2 separate regions of the Mus musculus genome follow, and region 1 is linked to region 2. The links are chromatin contacts, called in public HiChIP or PLAC-seq maps. All regions are on one chromosome and are shown on one strand. Each heading gives the region's core, a stretch centred on a gene start, on an enhancer-like site or on the middle of the called end of the contact. The rest is flanking DNA. Distances are from core to core; before and after follow the strand shown.

Region 1 (6,315 bases), core at 295-2,794, 210 kb before region 2:
GCTGAAGATGTTTAAGTCTGGGCTTATATTTTATCGTTTTCTGAACGGTGACTCCCTTAAGCCATTTCCTAGCCCAATGATAAGGAGATTGCAGCTCTTCTTAGCCTTTAACCTGGTTGTTATTGTCTGGGGCTGCTCTGCCATATCGAGAACATTAACTTCCTGACAGAACTGTGTTTTCTGCTTGTAAGAACTTGGCTAAAATCCCATTCTTAAATGATGATTAGAGAAAACCCCTCCGTTGTTCATTTCTGCTTCATGATCAGAGGCTGTCAGCCTCTGTGCCACAGCTAGCAGTTGATGGGAAAGCTTACAGACTTGAGTGGCATGTGCTGTAACCATCTCCTAGATCTCCAGAAAGCCAGGCCCTCCTGTGTGGGGGGCACCCAGCACCCTGCTTGTTATCAAGTGTGGATATCAGAGCTTGCTAGAGGACCGTCTACTAGGACCAGAAGGGTCTTATATTTAAATAATTAGTAGAAGGTTTTTGTTAAGAACATTTTGGCTGTTTTGGTTTTGATTTTTATTCATGTTATAGCAGAGATTCAGATCCTGTGCCCATTGGGCAGGACTCATTTTCTTGATGGCTCTGTCAGTAATGACAAGCTCTTTTTCTTTCTCGTATACTTGTCAGGAAGAAAAGGCTAATAGAATTTTTCTGTTTTCTTAAAAATACCGGAAAGCTTTTTTAGGCAAAGCAGCATCTGACCTTGTGGTTAGTTCAGGCTGCCATACTGCAGCAGTACAGCTTCTGCCGGTGTTGGTGCCGGACCTCCTCCACCAGCAGCACACTGGCTTCAGTTGCTGTAAACATCTCTGAGTGGATGATCCCAGAACTGACCGAAACAGCACACTTATATTTTTTTACTTGTTTTAGGAAGGAAATAAATAAAAATGTTATCCCTTCTGAGATAAGATAAATAATCTCATTCCCTGTCCCACACTCTAAAAACTTCTGCTGGTCTTAATTTTATAAGGCAAGTGTGTTCAGTCACTCTGATAAAATCTGAACCCTCTAGCATGACAACATGATGTTCTTCATAGTTGTAGACACCAGTGCTTGGGCTAAACAGTGCCTGTCTGGAACTTGCCAAGTTTTTGAAGCCCAGCACCTGACGGTACCACCAATCACCAAGTGGTTTAAGTTAGAACTATAATTCAGTGCTAATGAGCTGCTTAGAACAAGCTTTGTAACTGATGTGAGCACAGGGTTGTCAGCAGGGAACATTGACAGCACAAGGCCTGGTCCTGTGAGATCCCTTCGGGTAGTTCTCCCCACCCTCCATCTCAATCACATTAAACTTGAAGTGGATTGAATGGAGATGAAGTGAGGGGCTCTGTGAGATGGAGGCTAGTGGGAGGTGGTACTCCCTGACCCACTGAGGTATAGCCAGCATTAGGTGGTGCCTTGTCTGTGTGCCAGTGAGATGATCCTAGGTGAGTGACAGTGAGGTTGGTCACTAAAGTCCCTGAGAGTCTCCTGGAAAGGTTAGTGAGGCTTTTCCTCCATTAAAAAATCTCAGCTAGCCGGGCACGGTGGTGCGCACCTTTAATCCCAGCACTTGGGAGGCAGAGGCAGGCAGATTTCTGAGTTCCAGGACAGCCTGGTCTACAAAGAGAGTTCCAGGACAGCCAGGCCTATACAGAGAAACACTGTCTCGAAAAATAAAAAGCAAAACAAAACAAAAAATCTCAGCTAGAGTATAAAATGATGCTGCTAGCTGCTAGGGGAAGTGAGTCCCTGGCAGTGTGGAAATCTACCATGTGAGCAGCATGCAGTATAACCTGGCAGTATGGGAAGTACAAAGGGGAAATAGTGTTGATTGAAGGTCATTGTGTAATCAGTGTACCACAAAGTTCTCTGGGGTTTGTTTAGACAGATCTGACATTGGTTCTTTGGTGACAGTTTTCAGGCCTGTGAGTGTCAGCTGGATGAAGTCTTGGGACCTGGAACAAGTTGTTCTTTAGTGACAGGTTTCTGAGAGGGAGTGCACAGGTTCGGAAAATAAAGATTATAGGAACGCTGGGCTCAGGAAGTCTTGCAGAGCTGACTTTATGCCAGGCAGGTTTCTTTAGAAGTACATCTTACATGGTGTGTTGTGAGGAAATAGGGCACAGGCAGAAAGTTACCATACAACGGGATGAAGTCCCAGGAAGCTAATCAAGCCATGTTGCACAAGGTACCATGGTAGCTCAAGGGCATCATAGACTGAGCACATAGTGGCCTTGGAACTGATGAATTCAGTCTCTTCAGAGGGAAAAGATAAGTTCTCAGGAACCAAAATCTTAACTCCATCAAGGCCCCAGCCCAGAGCTTGCCAAGTGTGCGTTGTGTGAGGACGACACAGGACTGAGCTCTCTTGTCCTCTCATGGGCCATCTTGAGAAGGCCAGGATTCGGCCTGACTCCCAACAGCCTTCCAGATGATTTTTGAGCGCCCCATTTGCTCTTAAGGATGTGATAGCTCCACGATGAATGGAGACCTTTGTCCTTTAGCTTACCAAAGAGTCCATCTCTGCATCCCGTGAGTACGCGTGGAGAGCGAGCGCACTGTACCTCCAGCTGCTTGCCTGGCAAGCCTCTGAACAGCAAGCAGAGTTTAATTTAGGAGCACGTGAATGTTATCTTTATAAACCTTCAAAGTTGCTGGTGACAGTAACTATAGAAAAGCCATGCCTTAACCTGTGCAGGGAGTCCTCTTGGGCAGGAGCCAGTGGCACGAGCTCGCCATGCCTGAGGAGCATGCATGGCTGCAGTTCAGAGCTCGCACTCTGGTTCTGCTGCTGTATGCACTTAGACGGTTACAGCAGATAATCTCCGCACAGTCTTGTGCAGTGACTGAGAATCTAGTCAGCAAAGCTGTAACTATCCTCCATCATACGTGTAGGCTGCGTATTTTACCTGTCCCTACCCATTACATAGGATGGCTCATGTGATACGTTTTACATGTAAAGATTCAAGGAGAATCAACAGTTCAATGTCTACGTAAAGGAAAAAACAAACAAACAAACAAAAAACTTTTACTAGAAAAATGAAGTAAAAATGATTTCCTGGTTAGCCGGGCCTGTTGGCGCATGCCTTTAATCCCAGCACTTGGGAGGCAGAGGCAGGCGGATTTCTGAGTTCGAGGCCAGCCTGGTCTACAGAGTGAGTTCCAGGACAGCCAGAGCTACACAGACAAACCCTGTCTTGAAAAACCTAAATAAATAAATAAATAAAAATAAAAATAATAATAGTCATCTCCTGGCATAAAGTGATATTTCCCCAAACTGAGCGGGTGTCTTTTTTGTCTCTGTCAGACATTTAATTCCAATTAGTAGTTTGAGGATTTTTAAGAGCTGACATTAAAATATTACAAAAGAATTATCTAATAAAGATTTGTTTTTTTTTTGAATTTTGAACGTTTTTGGTTTGAACAGCTTGCTTGGACCTGATTACACCACACTTCATTTGTTGTTTGTAAAATTGGGCACATGATTGGCTGTGGCCATTAGAGTGTCCTTCAGATCACTAGCTCTCCTGCTAGATCTCATTAAGTTCTCCAAAGTCCAGAAATTGAAATCAGACCCAAGTGTATGTGTTTGGTTGCACCCTCTCTTCAGCTACAAGCTGTCAGCAGTTAGGTACTTGGTTCTCTGATCCTTTTCACATGACAGCTAATACTCTATGCTGGGTTAGAACCCACCCCTCCAGCCAAGTGTTCTAGAGCCTTCCTGCCCAGCTACATGGCCCCCACCCCACCCCGTACCCTCTTTCTTCCACATCTGCCTCGTTACCCTCAATATTAAACTGGCATTGCCTATTTTAAAGACTAGCTACACTGTTTACCAATAGATGACTTAAATGCCACTTTTCAGTTTGTTTCAGATGTGCAGGACCTGGATGTCAGAAGTGAAGGCCGTTTTTAAAGGACCCTAGGCCTTGTACAGTTGAGTAGTTGACACTGGGACATTGAGTCTCACATGGGGCATCCCAGACTGCACTTGGTTCTGCCAGCTGCTGTGCAGCCCTGGTCGCTGCTTAAGTTGCTTTGTCACAAGGCCTGTTTAGTTTGAAGATTGTTACAGGCTATTTAAAAAGACGTATTTCCTACACCACAGTCTTATGCCGTCTGCTAATGTAATGAAAGTGGTGTGTCAGATATCAGATTGAGCATATTTTCTAGAGCTAAGAAATTATAAATAAATAAGGAAATAGCTAATAGGGTCAGACTCAGCTGTGTTTCTTTTGGAGATGACCTAGAAGGTGAAGTATATGTTACATTAAGAGCTTATCTGAAATTAATAAAATTAGTCTGTCTCTCACCTGAAAACTCCAGTGGCTTCTCGGTTGATCCCTAAGCTCTTTTTTTTTTTAAAGATTTATTTATTTATTTATTATATGTGAGTACACTGTAGCTTTCTTCACACACTCCGAAAGAGGGAGTTAGATTTTGTTACAGATGGTTGTGAGCCACCCCACCATGTGGTTGCTGGGATTTGAACTCAGGATCTTTGGAAGAGCAGTCGTTGCTCTTAACCACTAAGCCATCTCTCCAGTCCGACCCCTAAGCTTTTTATTGGTGTTTTGACTCCAGATGATATTTAAATAGCTCTCTCTGTGTGTGTGTGTGTGTGTGTGTGTGTGTGTGTGTGTGTGTGTTATTTCTATTCTATGTGAATTGGTGTTCTACCTGCCTGCATGTATGTCCATGTGAGTATGTCAGATCCTCTGGAACTGGAATTATAAGACAGTTGTGAGTTACCTTGTGGATGCAGGGAATTGAACTCGGTTCTTTGGAAGGCTAGCCAGCATTCTTAACTGCTGAGACATCTCTCCAGGCACCCAGATGATAGTTTCAAAACATTTTTACTTTGGTTTTGTTGGAGTTGGAGCTCAGGGACTCCCACATGTTAAGCACAGACCCTACCACTGAGTGATAATTCAGCCCCTAAAATTTTTGAAATACTTTACAGAAAGTTGGTAATAATAATGGGTTTAATCCCTCATTTAAATGTAAGGTAAACAGGCGGTGGTGGTGCACGCCTTTAATCCCAGCACTCGGGAGGCAGAGGCAGGCAGATTTCTGGGTTCAAGGCCAGCCTGGTCTACAGAGTGAGTTCCAGGACAGCCAGGGCTACACAGAGAAACTCTGTCTTGGAAAGAAAACAAACAAAAAATGAAGGTAAAAAAATTTTCCATTTAAATATATGTATATATTTACATAATACTTATTACCCATATATATATGTATATATCTACATGTATGTGTATATATTACAGATTTATCCATACATAGGCTCATGTATGACTTGTGATCTTTGCAGAGTAGACTGCAGCCCTGTACTTCCTTCCCTTTATATGGATCGTCTCAGGATTTGTCTCCTTGCGGCCTTGGCACAGTGGGTCTGCAGTGTACAGACTGCTTAAAAGCAGGTGTTTCTAATAATTTCCTCAGCATATTTTTCCTTCTAGGGTTTACTTTTATTTTTGTATATGTAAAACATTAACATAATTCTTAAATTCTGCACCGTTCAGTATGTACTCAAATCTTCCAAATCTTTCTGCCCACCTACTGCCATTTAACAGCTCTACCATAATTTGCCTTTTCAATATTCTTTTTGCCAAAATAATTAGAATTATTTTATCATTTGCCCTTTTGTATACAAAAGATTTTGCTATAACTGAGCCTGTTTTGTCTGAGTACTATGCCCTGGAAATTTCTTCATATTTCATACAATCTCCCTCACTTTTGTAGCTTTCAATATACATTTGAATTTAAATGCCAGTAATTTACTTTATTATCCTGGGTTTGTGCATTTTGATAGTTGTGATTCTTAAAATTAGAGATGCTAGTGTGTTCACATTTTTGGAGCTACCTCTGTAGAGAAAGTTGGAGCCCTTTCTAGAAGAGTGGATGCCGATGCTGTGTTGCTCAGTGTGGCCAGTTACACACTGCAGCGGCTACAGGTCAGTGTGCGGCTGCCTGTGCCCCTCACCCGCCACGCCTTGCTGGTGCTCTTGGCTCTTAGCCAGCCCTGGTAGCTCCTCAGAGCAGCTGTGTCTGTCTGTGTTTCTCTCACGTGGGCGTGCTACATGTGTCAGGGGCCATTTCTATTTCTGTGGAGGATTGCTCAGTCACATATTTTGCCCATTTGGGGAGGGGAATCTTAGTTACAAAAATGTAATTTTTATATAAAAATATGCTGATATTGTTAATCTTATTATTTTACTTCTTTTTTCCTCTCTCTCTCTCTCTCTCTCTCTCTCTCTGAAATGGCAGTGGTCTAAGTTCTTTTGATGATATTTTTAAAATTTTTCCCACACAGAGTTTAC
Region 2 (6,178 bases), core at 644-3,143:
ACCTCAATTCCAGGTCCCACCAGCCTGCTCATGCAGGAATACCCTCTTCTCTCCAAGGTCTGTTAGAATCTAGGTGCCAAGCAGCTTTCTGTAGCCCCTCCCTCATCCCTCAGGGGACCCATCTTCCTTCCTCCGCTCACCCCTCATCCATGCAGAAGCCCTCTCACCTGCATGCCCCAGGGCAGGTCCAGCTCTCCCCTCCTCCTACATCCAGAAGCCCCTCCTACATCCAGAAGCCCCTCCTACATCCAGAAGCCCCTCCTACATCCAGAAGCCCCTCCTACATCCAGAAGCCCCTCCTACATCCAGAAGCCCCTCCTACATCCAGAAGCCCCTCCTACATCCAGAAGCTATGTGCCCTCACTATGACTCACTGAATGCTGCTGTCAGCCTGTCTGTCAACAGCCTCCCAATCCCAGGTGAGTGAGCATGTGCTTTCTGTAGTAATCTGACCCAGGCCCATATACCCTCAGCTTCCCAGAGGAAGCCCTCTACTCTTGGCTGACACAGCGCTTTGAGCTTCCTTTCGGGGAACATGTAAGTCTCATCTCAAAATCTTGAACAGTCTCATCTGGGGCTACCCACACCTGACACAGGTGTTCCTCCAGGTCCTGCCCCACCTGCTATGCTACTTAGCTGCAATTCACACCCTCACTCAGGTTATAAAAGTTAGGATAAATAGGACCACTCACTCTGCATCATGATCTTGCCCACAACGCTAGCCTTTGGAATTGCACTAAACTATTAGGGCGAAATGAGAGCTTATATGAAGGGGATTGGGTCATTTCTTCATCTTTCATTCATTGCAAGGCTTAGGTTGAGGACGTCTCCTGCCTCCAGGGGCAGTTAATCCCCAGCACACATAACCCTAAGACAGAACTCAAGTATCATTTAAAGGCAAGACAGTGAAACAGCACCCTGTATGTGGAACGCTTGTCTTTACATCCTCCCTGGACCCACTCAGGAAATTATAGGTGACTGTACAATTACTGGAGAGAGGAGTAGGGAGAGCAGTTTTTGGCACGTCTCGCAGCAACAGGCTGAATGTAACTCCAAGCCACAATAATGAGGCGCAGGAGACAAAGGAACTGGAAAGAGGATACTAGGAAAGTCAACAGAGGTACCCAGGTTACACATGGACGAATAATGCTTCAGAATCGCTACATTAGGAGGGGCGTGCGGAAATGCCAGCTGCGTGCGGTGAAATTTCTCAGCAACCAACCTCAGACAATGCCAGCCTAGCCCAGACTGCCCCTGCGCCCCTGGCCTCACCGATGGAGATCTCCTGAGCGAAGGCCAGCGAGATGAGCAGCAGAGGTAGACCCACGGCAATACATGTGACCATCTTGTCCACCGCCAGCTCCAGTCGCAGCCCCTTGAACTTGGGCTCGGTGGGCTCCTTCAGCAAGAAGTCCGAGAACACATACTCCGTGGCCAAGTGGGCGATGGCCATGGTCAAGGCGCACCGGGTGCCGCGGGACGGGCAGCCGAGGGCAGGCGCCGGTGCTGCCGGCAGCCGGGGCGAGACGCCGAATCCGCGCGGTCACCGACCGGGCGCGCGGCTTCCGCTTTCCCTTCCCGGGCTCCCGGGCGGGCCCAGCATTGTACCGCCTTGGCTGTCGCTGCACCTACCCCGCAGGGACCGCACGGGAGCTGCAGCTGCCTGGGACCGCCCCAAGCAACGCAGGGTGCACGAGCCCCGGAGCTCCGGCGGTAGCAATCACTCCCGTGCTAAGCCCCCGCGGGCCCGGCGCGCGCGACACCAGGACTCCCTCCGGCCACTCCGAGCGCGCAGGGGCAACAACGTGCCGGGAACAAAGCTCTTCGCTACAGCTGCCCGCGCCCGCCCTGCGCGCTCGGCTACAGAACCGAGCTCTTCCGGAACCTACGCGGGGAAAACCGGGTTCCCAGGGGCGAGCAGTTTCCGGAAGCGCGCTGACGCGGGCGAGGTGGGCGCGGCTGCACAAGACCCTAGAGCCGTGTGTGTGTGGTTTTGCACTCCTTTCTGCTGACAGCCTCCCTCCCCGGAGCACGAGCTAGCCCCTTTCTAAGCCTTGTCCACCATTGAGAGCGTTGATGCTGAAGATGAACCAATGTCTTGTGCAACTCTGCACGCTAGACAAGCGCTTCAACCACAGCGCCACACTCCAGGGTGCAATCCGGGTTCTGTTCAAAACAAAACAACAACAACAACAACAACAAAAAAAAAAACCTTCAAAAACAACGGGTGTCAGAAAAAGGTCGAGATAATCTTGCGGTGATGACCGAAAGTATATTGTAGAGAGGGCCTGCATCTTTCCAGAGTTCTGTAAGGGGAGGGCATGCCCAGCCCTTTGCCCTTTCCTCTACCTTCCTGTCTAAAGCAGTAGTCATGGTTCCTGAGGCGCCAACTGCTGTGTATGTGGTGTTGGTGAGCTCCTTCTGAATACCTCACCTACAGTAGACAATGAAGCATCCAAGAAATGTTCCAACCATTTACGGCAAACGGCCTTGGAAGGTGAATGTGCCAAGCATAGACGCCTTCCCTGGGCTGTGTACATCAGCGGGGTCTGAGTAGGGTAACTCCAAGGCCCACATACTGGACCTCTAAAGACCATCAGAGACCTTCGCAGTCCTGTGCTGACAATGCTTCACACAATCCTTTCTCAGACCTCAACTACTGTCTTCTACCTTTCCCAAACCATTGTTGTTGGTGCTGGCACCCAAAGTAGAAGCCGGGTACTCCATTTTTAGAGTTTCCATCACTCTTGACAGCTGTGCCAACCAATTCTGAATTGATGTGCTTCTCTTTTCTAAATATGGCAGACTTGACCGTTCCCCACCTGCACAGCCAGCAACCAGCACCCAATTTACCCACCCATCCCTAACTGCTTACAGGAAGGCATCCTCCAGACCCTCCTAATCTTTCTCCAGATGGCTATGGAGTGCTGGGAGATAAAAGTGGTACTTGCATGCTTTAATTAATTTTACTCAGACGGTCCTAAGTGAATCTCTTTCACCTTGAGTGGTTTTTAAGTGACCCAGTTCCCACTCCTGTCTGTTCCTCGAAAGGCATGTGGCATGGGATTGAGGTGACACTGGGTTTCACAGCCTGAGGGGACGAGTCTGTTTGGGGCAGGCAGAACTGTCCTGAGTATTTTCTAGGAACCAGTAAGTCACACACGCAGTTTCTCTTCTCTTTCTGCCAAGATCAACTCATCCAAGAGGAGAAATGGCCCCTTTGAGAAGCCTCGCATGACCCCTCCCCTAGTTGGGATGAGTCAGGCACTCTCTTGGTGCCCCCAGTTCTCTAACACCCAGCTCACTCTGGGCCGGGCCGGTGATAGTGGGTTGCGTATCTGTTCAGTGATCACACATGGACTTCTGAGGCTCTCGGTTGGGTCTCGCAGTAGTTTTATAAACTTCCCCCACCCTGGCAGTTTTGTTCGTTCATTAAAACATCAGTCAAAGACTGATGAGCTTAAGAGAGAATAAAGAGAAGCTGTTGGGAACTGGGAAGAAGAGACGCCTGGCACTGGTGTGGGGTCAATGATGGAAGGTGGGGCCGGAGCATAGTCTGAACTTGTAGGGAGTGGCAGAGGGAAGTGCTGTACAGAGTTGGGCTTTAAAGCCCTTGCTCTTCAACAGTGTGTGGAGGGGCGTGGAAGGAGAGCTGAAGCAATGAGGCTTCCAAGGTGTGCAGGAGAAGTAAAGAAAGCCTCCGACCGATGGTAGAAACAAATGGGTACAAGAGCTGGGTATGAGAGCTGAGGGAACCATTTTCCTTACTCAAAAAAAATCAGACAAAAAAAAAAAAAATCTCTGGCTTGAGCCAACATTCCTGGGAGGAAAACAGAAGGTAAAAGCCATGAGCCCAGTGCCTAAGTTCGTTTCTTAAGCCTCGGTCTGTCACCCAAATAAGGATGGTTCGATAGGGTCCCCTCAGATTGTTCTTAGAATCCAACGGAATACCAGAGGAGTGTAGTGACACACATTGGCAGTCCCAGCACTTGAGAGGTAAAGACAGGAGGCCCAGAGCTCAAGGTCACTTATGGCTACACACTGAATTTTGGGCATCCTGGGCTACATAAGACTATCAAATAAGGGTGTGTTATTTTATTAACAACATTTCCTGAATTGTACACCATTCCCATTAATAATCTCAGGACTCTAACACGTCAAGTGAAAGCATGGCCAAAGTGTTTTACTTTATTTTTCAAAATAGACCCTAGGTTTTAGTGTAAAGTTTGTCTCTGTGTGGAAAGCAGAGGTCTATGTGAGCAATATTCCTCTATCACTCCCCAGCTTATTTTATTTTACTTTCTCTCTCTTTCTTTCTTTCTTTCTTTCTTTCTTTCTTTCTTTCTTTCTTTTTTTTTCGAGACAGGGTTTCTCTGTGTAGCCCTGGCTGTCCTGGAACTTACTCTGTAGACCAGGCTGGCCTCGAACTCAGAAATCCGCCTGCCTCTGCCTCCCAAGTACTAGGGTTAAAGGCATGTGCCACCACACCCGGCTTTATTTTACTTTCTTTTCTTTTCTTTTATTTCATTTTTGAGACAAGGTCTCTTGCTCTCTGAAGCTGGAGCTCATTAGCTCGGGGAGCAAGACAAGCTAGCCAGCGAGTGGCAGGTTCCCCCTTGCCCCTATCTCCCCAGCTGCCCTCACGGCCACGTGACATACCCGGCTCCTTTCATTGCTGCACACAGGCCCTCATATTTGTATGACAATCCTTTTGCCAATGAACCATCTCCCTAACTCCAGATTTCAATTTGATTTTAGTTTGTTTTCAGATTTTCAGAAAATGTGGGCAAATAAATGATTCAGAGTTCTCATATACCCACACTCCTCTATTCAAGTTCTTCAGTGCCATCTTGCAATAGAATTGTGCATTGGTTCCAATAATGAACCACTACAGAAATATTTGTGCATGTGGTGGGGGGCACATTTCTCATGTCCTCTGTTTTTATTTATTTTTTTATGACATTGCCTTCTGATAATTATAAGGAGCATTGGGGACATCAAGTCTTCCCTGCCCCGATCCCTTCTTGGCTACAGAGTGATCCATGGGGGGGGGGGGGTTGCTCTTACAGCCAGCCTCCCCAAACTTGGTTTTGCTTGCTTGCCATGCTTGCCATCTGATTTCAAGATCTTTAGCAATGAGAACAGTCAAAGCCAAAATAGTCAAGCTCACCAGACTGGCTGCGCTGTGTGAATGTTCAAGTACTCGCTGGCGTACTATTTGCTGAGCGACTGCCCTGCACTGTATGATGTCTGCACTGTATGATGTCTGCACTGTAGGTGCAGCAGCGAGCAGTACGGGTCAGAAGGTCTCACTTCCAGGGAACCTTCACGCCAGCCAAGATGCAGACAAAACTCGAGCTAACAGACAGAAATTACATGCTTTGATTCGTGCTACAAAGGAGAAGACGGGAGATGGGACAGAACAGAAGTGGGGGGTCACATTGGAAAAGGCAGTCTGAGAAACTCTTGTCTAAAGCAGAAACCCTAAGGGAGAAAAGTGGGATGCGGAGAGGGCAAAGGAGTGGAATGCAGAGAGGGCAAAGGGAACAGATTAAAGGGCATGGAGAGGAGAGTGTGCACAGGCCCGAACGAGGCAAGAACTCCCAGGAGTTCCTGGAGCAGAGAACCCAGGAAGCTGGAGAAGTGGGCACAGCCTTCACCAGGCCACAGAGACCCAGAGTCTGGAGCACTGGAGTATAATGGAAGAGGTTATAGTACTCGCCAGGAAGTGACCTGATCAGATCTGGGGGAGCATAGCAGCAGACAGCTTTGTGGATGGAAGGGACAAGATTGGCTTTGTGCAGGGAGCTGCTGCAATGACCCTGCCAAACCTGTGGACCTGCGATCAAAGCCAAGGTTGGAGAACACATTCTGAATTAGCATACAGGTGAAGTTCAGACTGTGGGGGTGGATGCAAAAGGGCTGCAAGTGCACACGGCAAACTCAGCGACTCCTGTTTCTTCTACTGCTCTGGTACAGTCAAGTTTGAAATCAATGTCAAGGTGTTGGTGAGATCAGACATCTCAGGAGACCCTGCTTGTGCAACTGAGACCTTTCCAGTTTCTCCAGCTATGTGCCTTGCATTTCTTGGTCCTTCCTCTGCCCCAGAAGCCAGGAGAGTAGTGTCTCACTTCAGTGGTCTTTGTTAGGCTAGAACCCCTGCTCATTGCCTGTACAG

The links. HiChIP or PLAC-seq counts read pairs in DNA pulled down with a chosen protein or histone mark.
Region 1: a contact with region 2 is called in an H3K4me3 HiChIP or PLAC-seq map of bone marrow-derived macrophages, with 5 times the contacts expected there. The contact joins the enhancer-like site here to the promoter of Panx1 in region 2. A contact is called at or near these places in 13 of 39 promoter capture datasets (the C10 cell line, cranial neural crest, embryonic stem cells and 8 more), 1 of 15 datasets of contacts at CTCF or cohesin (embryonic stem cells), 5 of 115 datasets of contacts at active chromatin or transcription factors (bone marrow-derived macrophages, embryonic stem cells and stem cell-derived neural progenitor cells) and 5 of 9 other capture datasets (adipose tissue, bone marrow-derived macrophages, embryonic stem cells and 2 more).

Annotation. Positions count from the first base shown.
Region 1 is chr9:14,833,732-14,840,046 of GRCm38.p6, forward strand. Mre11a (MRE11A homolog A, double strand break repair nuclease) reads left to right here. Exons shown (of 20, transcript NM_018736.3): 20 at 1-3,394. Among named protein-coding and RNA genes, the nearest start is that of Gpr83, 23 kb to the right of the region's middle. Within about 2 kb of position 1,545, at least 43 of the 459 cell types and tissues checked have an H3K27ac peak or open chromatin away from gene starts, as enhancers often do. A contact at or near this core is called in bone marrow-derived macrophages, where this site is marked.
Region 2 is chr9:15,043,585-15,049,762 of GRCm38.p6, forward strand. Panx1 (pannexin 1) reads right to left here and starts at 1,894. Exons shown (of 5, transcript NM_019482.2): 1 at 1,273-1,894. The coding sequence starts at 1,453.